Linked DNA regions of Mus musculus: all the other regions are linked to region 3. The links are chromatin contacts, called in public Hi-C and HiChIP or PLAC-seq maps. All regions are on one chromosome and are shown on one strand. The core of a region is the stretch at or near the end of the contact, and the rest is flanking DNA. Distances in the headings are between cores, read along the strand shown. Region 1 overlaps Gm46038 (a long non-coding RNA gene). Region 2 has its middle 11 kb from the start of Gm33831. Region 3 has its middle 51 kb from the start of Dusp4.

What was found. A called contact is a pair of places that touch in the nucleus more often than the background predicts. HiChIP or PLAC-seq counts read pairs in DNA pulled down with a chosen protein or histone mark.
Region 1: a Hi-C map of bone marrow-derived macrophages shows a contact between it and region 3, with 32 read pairs. The contact joins two enhancer-like sites. A contact is called at or near these places in 2 of 15 datasets of contacts at CTCF or cohesin (CD8 T cells and large pre-B cells), 12 of 484 Hi-C or Micro-C datasets (B cells, CD8 T cells, the HL-1 cell line and 7 more), 9 of 115 datasets of contacts at active chromatin or transcription factors (CD8 T cells, embryonic stem cells, extraembryonic endoderm stem cells and 4 more) and 1 of 9 other capture datasets (embryonic stem cells).
Region 2: a contact with region 3 is called in an H3K27ac HiChIP or PLAC-seq map of thymic regulatory T cells, with 3 times the contacts expected there. The contact joins two enhancer-like sites. A contact is called at or near these places in 2 of 484 Hi-C or Micro-C datasets (the N1E-115 cell line and nephron progenitors) and 3 of 115 datasets of contacts at active chromatin or transcription factors (CD8 T cells, regulatory T cell precursor and thymic regulatory T cells).

Annotation. Positions count from the first base shown.
Region 1 is chr8:34,484,187-34,487,297 of GRCm38.p6, forward strand. All of the region lies in intron 2 of Gm46038 (a long non-coding RNA gene), which reads left to right. Among named protein-coding and RNA genes, the nearest start is that of Gm40489, 3.2 kb to the right of the region's middle. Within about 2 kb of position 1,290, at least 20 of the 459 cell types and tissues checked have an H3K27ac peak or open chromatin away from gene starts, as enhancers often do. A contact at or near this core is called in CD8 T cells, the HL-1 cell line, bone marrow-derived macrophages and 2 more, where this site is marked.
Region 2 is chr8:34,396,327-34,399,641 of GRCm38.p6, forward strand. No RefSeq gene overlaps it. Among named protein-coding and RNA genes, the nearest start is that of Gm33831, 11 kb to the left of the region's middle. Within about 2 kb of position 1,310, at least 62 of the 459 cell types and tissues checked have an H3K27ac peak or open chromatin away from gene starts, as enhancers often do. A contact at or near this core is called in CD8 T cells and thymic regulatory T cells, where this site is marked.
Region 3 is chr8:34,755,061-34,758,392 of GRCm38.p6, forward strand. No RefSeq gene overlaps it. Among named protein-coding and RNA genes, the nearest start is that of Dusp4, 51 kb to the right of the region's middle. Within about 2 kb of position 2,026, at least 27 of the 459 cell types and tissues checked have an H3K27ac peak or open chromatin away from gene starts, as enhancers often do. A contact at or near this core is called in CD8 T cells, the HL-1 cell line, bone marrow-derived macrophages and 3 more, where this site is marked.

The DNA of each region.
Region 1 (3,111 bases), core at 40-2,539, 270 kb before region 3:
GGTAGGCGCTGTGCACAGCAGTGTCTGAGGACCACAGCACTTGGTGGAGAGGTGAGAGGATCTCTTGAGGTTATTAGCCAGTCAGCTCAGCTGAAGCAGTGAACCCCAGGTTCTGTGGAAAGCCCTGTCTCAAAAGATAAAGTAGAGAGCAATAGAAGAAGCCGTCTGATGTTGACCGTTGACCTCTGCACACACATGCACACATGTAGCACACACACACACACACACACTGGCAGAGAGGGGGAAGAAGGGAGGGAGAGAGAGAGAGAGATTGAGATCAAGCGCAAGCAAGAAGAAGTATGGTCTTGCCTGTCGCCTGGCCTGGCTTGCTTTCTATTGCTGTGATAAAAACCACACCCAAGGGCAACTTGGGAAGGAAAAGGTTAACTGCACCTTACATTTTACTCTCTATTCCTGAGAAAACCCAGGGCAGGAAACTTTAGGCAGGAACTGAGGCCATGGGGGCAATGCCACTTACTGGCTTTCTGTCTCATGGCTTGCTTAGCCTGTGCTCTTATACAACCCAGGACCACCTGCTGGGCCTTCCCATATCATTCATGAATCAGGAGAATACACGGCACACTTGCCTACAGGCAAGCTGAAGGGAGCGTATTCCCAGATGAGGTTCCTCTTCCCAAATAACTCTCACTTGTGTCAAGTTGACAAGCTAACTAGGACATGATCCATTTTACTTTGTCTAGGCCTATTCTCAACCACCATCTTTTTCTTAATCCTTTCCCCCACATGGTCGGTACCCTTCATGGAAACACAACATCCACCTTCTTTTTGTTATTCCTAATAAAGCATCTATCTTGTGATAGACCCTTAAGCCATGCATGTCTTTGGGAAGAGAATTATAGAAGTCTCCCAAATGAGAGTCCTAGTTAATAGGTTGTAACGCTGGGGCCTGCTGGCTACCACTGGATTGGATTTACCTCCACTAGGGGGCACTCTTCTCCTTAAATGTCAAAAACTCCAGTTTAACTAGAACTATATACTGCAGTGGTAACAATAGAAATATGGATTTCCCTTTAGAAATAGCTGCTACTGAGCAGAGCTTTGGAAAGGAAATAGATCATGAAGGCTATAGCATCTGCGAAGAAAACATTTGGCTATCGCAGCACATTTACTCACTACTGTGGACATACCAGTTGACAGTGTCTCCTGTGGGTTGTGCTACCGTGAAGCCCTAGGTATTGTCTAAATTTTGTTTTAAATTCAATTTGGAGTCGTGCGATCCAATTCAACCATGGGACTAGCTTCTTTAGGATCAATCCCAGAAAGATGGCAGTCAATGGTCCCAAGCCTTTGTTATGCAAGCAATGCTGGGCTGTGAAACAGATTGTCCAGCTCACAGGGCTAAGAGGGAAGAGAGTCAATCCTTGCATATGTAGCTTCCTTTTCAAATATCACACACACACACACACACACACACACACACACACACACACACACACTCACACACACACTCTCCCGTGCTCACATCAGAGGTCAGCCTCGCCTACCGATGTGTATCTGACTGCTGGCAGGCTAGCTGGCCTTAGAGCTCCCAGAGATTTCTCCTGTCTCCACCACCCATGCCACCACAGCAGCACTGAGATTCCAGATGCGTGCTACCGAGTCTGCTTTAGGTTTGTTTGATAGAGCAAATGCTATCCAGTGAATCACTTCTCTAGTTCCTACCATAATTAAAACAAAACAAACAAACAAACAAACAAACAAAAAAAACCCCAACATCTTCAGATACTGCATTTGAAGCGAATGATGTTCACCGGGCCTTTGAAACTTGCACCGTCATGACTAGGTGATGATGGAGGAGTCAGAAAGAGGTACTGTCTCACCTGCCAGAGACTGTAGACATCCTAGATTTCAACACTTCAAGGCCAAGTTACTCCTCCATGTCTTTACTTCCCTTTCTTGAAGAATTAGCTCATGCCTGACTTAAAAATAGCATGGCGCCAGCTATCCTATAAGCGTTACCTTATTCTCAGTCACCGCCCCCTTCCTCCCGGCGGTATTATCCCCATCCCCATTTTACAGAAAGGGAACCCGAGAGCCCTGTCAGGAACCTCTGTCAGGGATTTCCCTGAGATTGTACAGCTGATATAGGACTGGTTTGGAGAGGGCCTGAAGCTCTCTGGTTTTGAGACACAGAACAGGGTCTTTATTGATCAATATGCACCGAGAGCCTTCTGTGGACCACAGAGGCCTTGCTGGCTCCAAAGGTTGAGTTTTCATTTCAAGCCACGGAGAAGGTCTGAGGAGAAAACGGTGAAGGAAAAATAACACATTTGAGAAGTAGCACGCTGTGAGAGGGAACATGAAGGCCAGTCCCTTCTTACCCACACACTGCGAGGCATTTGAAGCAGGTTGTTTTGAAATCTCTCTAAGCTTGTTTCCTGAAGTAAAAAACAAACCCTAAACGTTGAGATGAGCCCCAACCCAAGGGTGCTCACGTGCTTCACCCTAGAGCCACAAGCCCTGAAACTGCCAGTCTTTTTCTCTGCTGGGGCAGGGTCACTTGTTCCCCGGGCCTGTGTCAGCATCTCTTTTCCCATCTGAGTTTCTGGTCATTCATTTCCCTTCCTCGTGCTCTTCAATGCTGAAGCCCTTTCCTGTTACCACCCAGAGGGTGAATGGAGGCAGAGCGGAGAGAGGCTCTAATGGAGCTTTCTGAACCGCTGTCTGTGGCATGCTCAGTGTCCGTGTCTTCCATAGGGGCGCCTCAGTGTGGGAACGCAATTCAGAACCAGCCAGTATAATCAGTAGAGACAATGGAGAGTGCCACCCACATCACAGCGAGTCGCTGAATGTATACCGCGGTTGCTATCAACCTTTCAATCAAAGCAAAACAATGTCTTTCTAGACAGAAGAGAGGACCCTCTCTAAATCAGATGGCAAAGGGGTTTGTGCCAGCCTAGTGGAAGCCCTTCAGGTTCCAGCGCTGGGTCCCTTCCCAGCAGAAGTGCATTGTTAGAGATGAACAATTGTGTGCATAAAGAGAAGGTCCCATCTTGGTGTTTGGAGGGGGTGGGAGCAGGGCACTAAAAAGACTCATTTGAACCAGGAGAGTGTGGAAATCATTTTTGTTCAGCGGCGCTGCAATTCCCG
Region 2 (3,315 bases), core at 60-2,559, 360 kb before region 3:
GTCCCTCTTCTCTGTTCTCTGAGCAGTGCAGCACACCTAATCTTTACATTGCATCAATTGGACCCATAATCTAGAAATGAGTTTTGAAGATTTGAGTAGGCTGCATGCATATGTTATACCATTTTTATAGGGAATCTGAATATCTGCCGTTCCAAGGGCTATGCTAGGATCCATCCCCCAGTGTCACCAAGGTGTGGCAGTACTGTCCTTCTGAACCAATTTTCCTGTAGTAAATAATTGCCTTGGGTATTACACGTGTGTAAGTCTGTGTATGCAACATTCAACATATTATAAGCCAGGGAAAAATTATATTACTACCCTGCCAAAGGTTTCATGAGTCCAAACCAGTTTATAAGCTTTGTAAATCTGGCTGGGAGTTGGTCTTAATTCATATGTTATTCTGTTTAATGTTGAAATTATTATTTTTTTCTATTATTTCTATTAGTTTTTAAGGGACCTCTAGCAGCTCCTAAAACTTTCCAGGGTAAGACTTATCTGTGAAAATACTTATGGAGAAATATATCTCGTACAGTCCAAAACCAGATGTCCCTGACACATCCCTCTCCCATGCTCAACTCATCTCTTCATTCACAGTCAGAGCTAACCTGAAAATTAAGCTCTTGTATACACCACAGTGGAAGGACCTGCTGCCATTGTGGAGGGCTGTCAGGCTTTGGCTCTGAGAGTGAAATGGCTTGTGCCGCTACCTTAACCTCTGTATTCTGTCTGCAGTGGACAAGAGTGCTTTCAGAACAGGATCATTTGGTGCCTTTCCCACCATCATTTCCAACCAAGGCCTAGCATTATAGGAAGCAGCATCCTGGAGAAATTTAACAGAATCCTAAGGACAGGAACCCAAGCCATAGGCAAGAAAAAAATACAAAAAACCTAAACCTTCGAGGTCCCTGTTTTTGCTATTGGGGTCTTTCTTCTCACTTCCAAACCACCATGTCTATAGGGAGCCAGAGACACTCTTCCTCCTCCTCTTCTTTGAAATTGTAAAATAAGAAGATATATTATAGATGGGTATTTTGCCTGCTCGTATATCTGTGCACTATGTGCATGCAGTGCCCACAGAGTCCAGAAGAGGGCGTTGTATCTTTCTGGACCTGAAATTAAAGATGGTTGTGAGCTGCCTCGTGGGTGCTGGGATTTGAACTGTGTTCTCTGCCAGAGTGGCCTGTGCTCTTTATTGTTGAGCCATCAGCTCTCCAGTCCCAGTAATGTCCTTGTTTTCAAATAGCGAGGTTGTTTCTTTCCCTACTAAGATAAGCGACCCAGATTTCAAAACTGACTTCTGACTGTGCTTTCACTTTGCCCCTAAGGACTCTCCCTCCCTTCTTAGAGTCTGGGGTGTGTGTGTGTGTGTGTGTGCGCGCGCGCGCGCACGTCCCTGATGAAACTCCTAGCCTTCTGCTAGAGCCCAGAACGGAACACAATACTTCCCAGGGTAACTGGCAGAGGAAAGATTTGATGAACCCGCTTCTCCCTGGGCAGTGCCATGGTTATCTGGGAAAGAGAAGGTTCACAAGCACCTTGTCAAAGAGCCCCTTACTATCCTTTGTCCTTTGCAGAACTGCATCTCAGTGTTCAGTTGCCAGCATGAATGGCTGTGGTTACAGGAGCGAGAGGCGGTGGGAGGAGGGTGTTTAGCCGCTTCTGGTCCCAGCGCCCCCCCCCCCCCCCCGCAGCGGTGTGAGAGGTTTTTGACTCTGCACGTGCTGAGAGCTTTTATCTCTAGAAGCCACTTGAGGTTGTTCAGGAGGCTTGATTAGAGAAAGGTGAACGGTTGCCAAGGCAACCTCCCTTTGATTCATTCATAGAATGGGAATTGAAATATTTAAGAGAGAGCCGAAAATAATGGCCACATGAGAGCAACCCACACATATCCTGCTCAGGAAACGTGGGCCGTTGAGACAAAGAACACAGAGGTTTGAATGTGTACAATCAGGCTTACCTGGTGTCTGCATTTTCCGTGAGTAACCCCAAGCCCCCACACCCCATTTCATACATACACACATGCATCAGCCTGGCATAGGGAATATTTTAGCGTGTCAACTTACTCTTTAGTGCCACAAGTCACAGCTTTGCTATGACAGTTGGCATGAAAATGTAAGTTTTCTCTCTGTGAATATGTCACCTGGCTTTCTACCAGATCTTTAAGATTTATTTATTTTTATTTGATGCATATGTGTAAATGCCTGCATGTTTATATGTGTGTAGCACATGTGTGCAGGTGCCTGTGGAGCCCAGACACTGTCAGATCTCCTGGAACTGCAATTAACGGCCATTGTGAGTTGCTTGGTGGGAATGCTGGGAACTGAACTCAGGTCCTCTGCAGAGGCGGCAACTGCTCCCACTGAGCTGTCTTTTCAACCCTATTTTCTAGACTTTATTTGCCTCTGGTACAGTTCTACCTGCGCTCTGCAACCTACATCTTGCTTATTTATGCATTTAGCCATCCACTCAACAAGCACTGATCTCCTGTGTGCCAGGCTAATGCACACATACAGCTTGTGTTGGACTTTTGTTTACTGTTGGATGCAGTTCTGGTATTGAGTGCTCCCTGCACAGGCAGGAGAAATGGGTTTTGGGGGCAAGGGTGGGGGAACCCCTCCGGAGCAACCTTTACCCAGGCCGATCAATAGAGCTCAGACTCTTTTTTTTTTTTTTTCTCTCATGAAACACCTCTCACACCACTGCCATTTCAGGCCAGAGCTTCTTTCCCAAGCAGAGCCTTTGCCTGCTAGTCACTGACCCTTGAAACAGCCCTCCTTGTGCATCACTGGCTCCCAGCACTAACCCAGCTCATCCACCCTTGAAGTCCCGATCCACACGCTGTTCTTAGACACAGCAGTTTAGCTCTAAGCCACTCAGCTTGACTTACAAAGTCTATAAAATCGTATATAATGTTCCAGTGAAAACCCCTGATGTTATTCTTTGATTTCAGCTGCTGTTCCCAACAGCCTTATTTTCTCAGAGTGTGAAAACTGACCCTGGTTATTCCTCCTGATTCATGGTTGCACAAACCACCCTACTTATCATGGCTGGTTTTCCCCCTTTGCTGGCCTAGAGCCATCACCTCGTTGTTACCCATCCCTCAAGACCTCCGAGCGAACCTCTCACTAATTATTTTTCAGTATTCACCATCCTCTTCTCCATAGGCATAGTAGTTTTTCTGGAACTGTGGCTTCCAGGACAAAGATCACACATCCCCGTTGTTCACTCCTTGCTCCTTTGTATGGCTGGGTTGTGAGCGGAGTGTGCGCTTTCTGAGCTACGTGGAGGTGTAATTATACACAGATGGCAGGCCAC
Region 3 (3,332 bases), core at 776-3,275:
TCTTTATTCTAAATATCTCGGTCTTTAGTTGCTCTTTGAATTGAATAGTCAGTGCCTGTTTATAGTTTATCTGCCTGCCCTCATCTAGGCTAAAGGTTTATAACAAGTAGCCTGGATTTGCCTGGGAGACCAGCTGTCTCAGAGAGATCCCTGTTGTTTTCAGAGTGAGTTTACTAAGAACAAGTGACATGGTCCCCACAATCTCTCAGCAGCATCCAAATGAGAACAAACTTATTCAAATGAGAACAGACTTATTTTCTGCACCCAAAGGGAATGAGAGTAAGAAAGAGTCAAATGTCTCCAAACAACAGCTTGGGCGGAGACCACTGGGAAGGGAGAAGGCTGGCGAAGGGGTTGGGGGCTGGGACTCATGCTGGAATCCCTGCACAGTCACAGGAAAGATGACTGACTGTCTTCACCAGCCTGGGCTACAGGATGAAGCCACATCTCAAAAAAAAAAAAAAAAAAAATCAAAGAAGAGAAAGAAGGGGAGGAGGGTAAAGAGGAGGAGGACTGGGACGAGAGGGGCCCATGGGATCTTTTTTTCTTGAATGTCTCCACATATGGGTTAATATGACTCAAGCCATGCCAGAGGCCCCAAGGATGAGCATGGTTTGAAGGTTGTCCACCTCCTCAACGTCAAACAGAAAGTAAGAAAAGAAGACGTATGGGGGAGGGCGTTTCCTTAGGATGATCATCACCATCTCAAAAAAGTCCCTGGGCCCTATAGGCAAGAGTGGTGACATTTGGCCTGTCTAGAAAACATGCAAAGTAGCTGTGGACTTCATCTTTAAGAAGTTAGCAGCAATGGAAAAACAAAAGTCTGAGTGAAGGAATACAGCTTGGTGGTAATACATTGTCTAGCACTCATGAGGCCCTGGCTGCAGACCCCAGTACTGGTGGGGGGGGGGAGAAAAAGAAAGAGGAGGGAGGGGGAGAGAGAAGCCAAGCATCCACCCCTTGAGAAGCTAATCAAAGCTGGTGAGCTGTTGGCAAGCCTACCTGAAGGCATAGGTCTCAGGGATATAAGGTCAATGCCTTTGTTTTGGGGGTATGTTGGATTGGGAATGCTTATGGAGGACTGAATTAAAACCAGCAGTTAATGCTGAGATAACATTTTGGGTTTGAAAATAAATGTGTGAGAGAGTTATATTAAAATGAATGGTCATTGGATCTTGAAAATAAATGAAGCTACCTAGGCTGGATTCTAGATAATTGAGACGGAAGTGGCTAAGGATGATGTGACAATTGTCAAAACTACTTAGAACCTTGGGCCTTTTCTTTAGTGCTGTTGTAAAAGAAACTGAGAAAAACAAAGAGGAACGTCAGGTGCACATCCTTGGGTTTCATTTTGGTCACTGGTGACTCAAACATGCCAACCTTACCGTAGCTGTGTGACATAAAAAACTGAGATTACTTGACTTTAGAATCAGACTGACCAAATTTGAATCCCAACACTGGAATCTCCTAAACGACTGTAACTTGGGCTTTAATATCTCCATGCAATATAACATATTGATGTCCTCAAGAAGAGGCCACTGTTAAACTAGATAGGGCATGATGATCATGATTCTAAGAAGAAGGCAGTTAGGGGCTCAGTGAAGACCCATATCCTTTGCCGAAGTGGAGAGAGACTGCTAGGAGCAGATGCCCAACCAGTGTCTCCAGCTCCCTTGTGCTTTGATGGCCAGGTACTGGAACCGTGGTGAGGAGAGTCTGTGCCAAAGGCTCTCGGATCTCCTTTAAGTTGGCTGCACAGAAGCCTGGCATGCAGCCCTCTTCCATGACTTCTCTCACCCTCTCCTTCCAGCTAGGCAGAGTGGAGGTGACCTTGAAGGTCATCCCAGAAATCAGGAACTGGATGACAGAAGTAACAGAACCAGGATCCAAGAACCATCCACAGAAGGGGCTCAGACTGCTAAGCAACTCTGAAAGATTCATCTTCTTCCTAAGACTTCCTCCAGAAGGCAAAGAAGTTGATAGGGCTAAGGTTAGACAGGATAGACTGTCTACACCACAGGACATACTGACTCACCGCTGTAAGACACCACTGGAGACAGGAAGCTGGAGTCTACATAAATGAGGCTAGCAAGGAATTGCCAATGGGGTATGTCAAGTTGTGTCATTTTTCAGTTTTTAAATGACTTCCACTGTGACAGCATAAGCTTTGTTCAAAATCTTAACAAGTCTGACACATACATACAAGCGCTCTCTCTCTCTCTCTCTCTCTCTCTCTCTCTCTCTCTCTCTCTCTCTCTCTCTCTTTGTGTGTGTGTGTCACACAGACACACACACACACACACACACACATACACACACAAACAAAGTTGAAAGATCCACAGACCAGCCACAGTGGGAGCATCAAAGAGGAATGAGATTTTGTTCAAATTTTTTAAACTAATGATACATGTCTCAACTGCAAAAGCAAGATGTGGTGCTTTGAATGAGAATGGCCTCCAAAGGTCACATGTTTGAAGAGGCACTGCCCAGTAGATGGAATTGCTTGAGATGGATTAGGTGATGTGAAGAAGACAGGATACCGGTTTTCCCACCCTGAAGTCTGGAAGTGGATTTTGTTAAGGACCTGGTGACCTTTTTGGTATCTGTGGAGGCAGACCTCACCCGCCTTTTGCTCTAGAGGCAGATCTCACCTAAGTCACCAAGAATGTCTACCCCAGACTCTCTGTCCCTCCTTAGCTCCCAGTTAAACCCATACTTTGTAGACATGCCATAATATTTTGTAGCCTGCTGATCTTTATGCTATTGAGTCAAGAGATCATGCTAGCTTCTAAGCCTACTAGCTATAAATCTCACTTTCATGGTCACATGTACTTTGTAAAGGAGTCTCTGTGTAGCCACACATTCAGCTTTATTGTGCACCGGGAATGGGAACTTTCCCCCAAATTGTACTGCCGTTTAAATATGCTGACAATGAGCAGCCTGGCATTAGACTCCCCGAAGTCTAATCAATCTCAACTGGGTTTTCATTCTCATCTCTTCAAAGATCACTGCCTGCATGGATACCTGCAGGATCCCCCTCAGAGCAGATGTATCAGTGGTGGTGGGCTTTGAGGTTTCAAATGACTTGAACTATTATTCCCAGTGTGCTCTGTGTGTGTCTCCTGCTTGTGGATCCAGATGTGAGCTTCCAGCTTCTCCCAGTACCATGCCTTTGCTCTGCCATCATGGCTTCTTACCTTGTGAAACCATGAGCCCAGTTAAACATTTTCTTTTATAAGATGCCTCGGTTGTGGGGCTGGAGAGATGGAGTTAAGAGCACGGACTGCTCTTCCGAAGGTCCTGAGTTCAAATCCCAGCAACCACATGGTGGT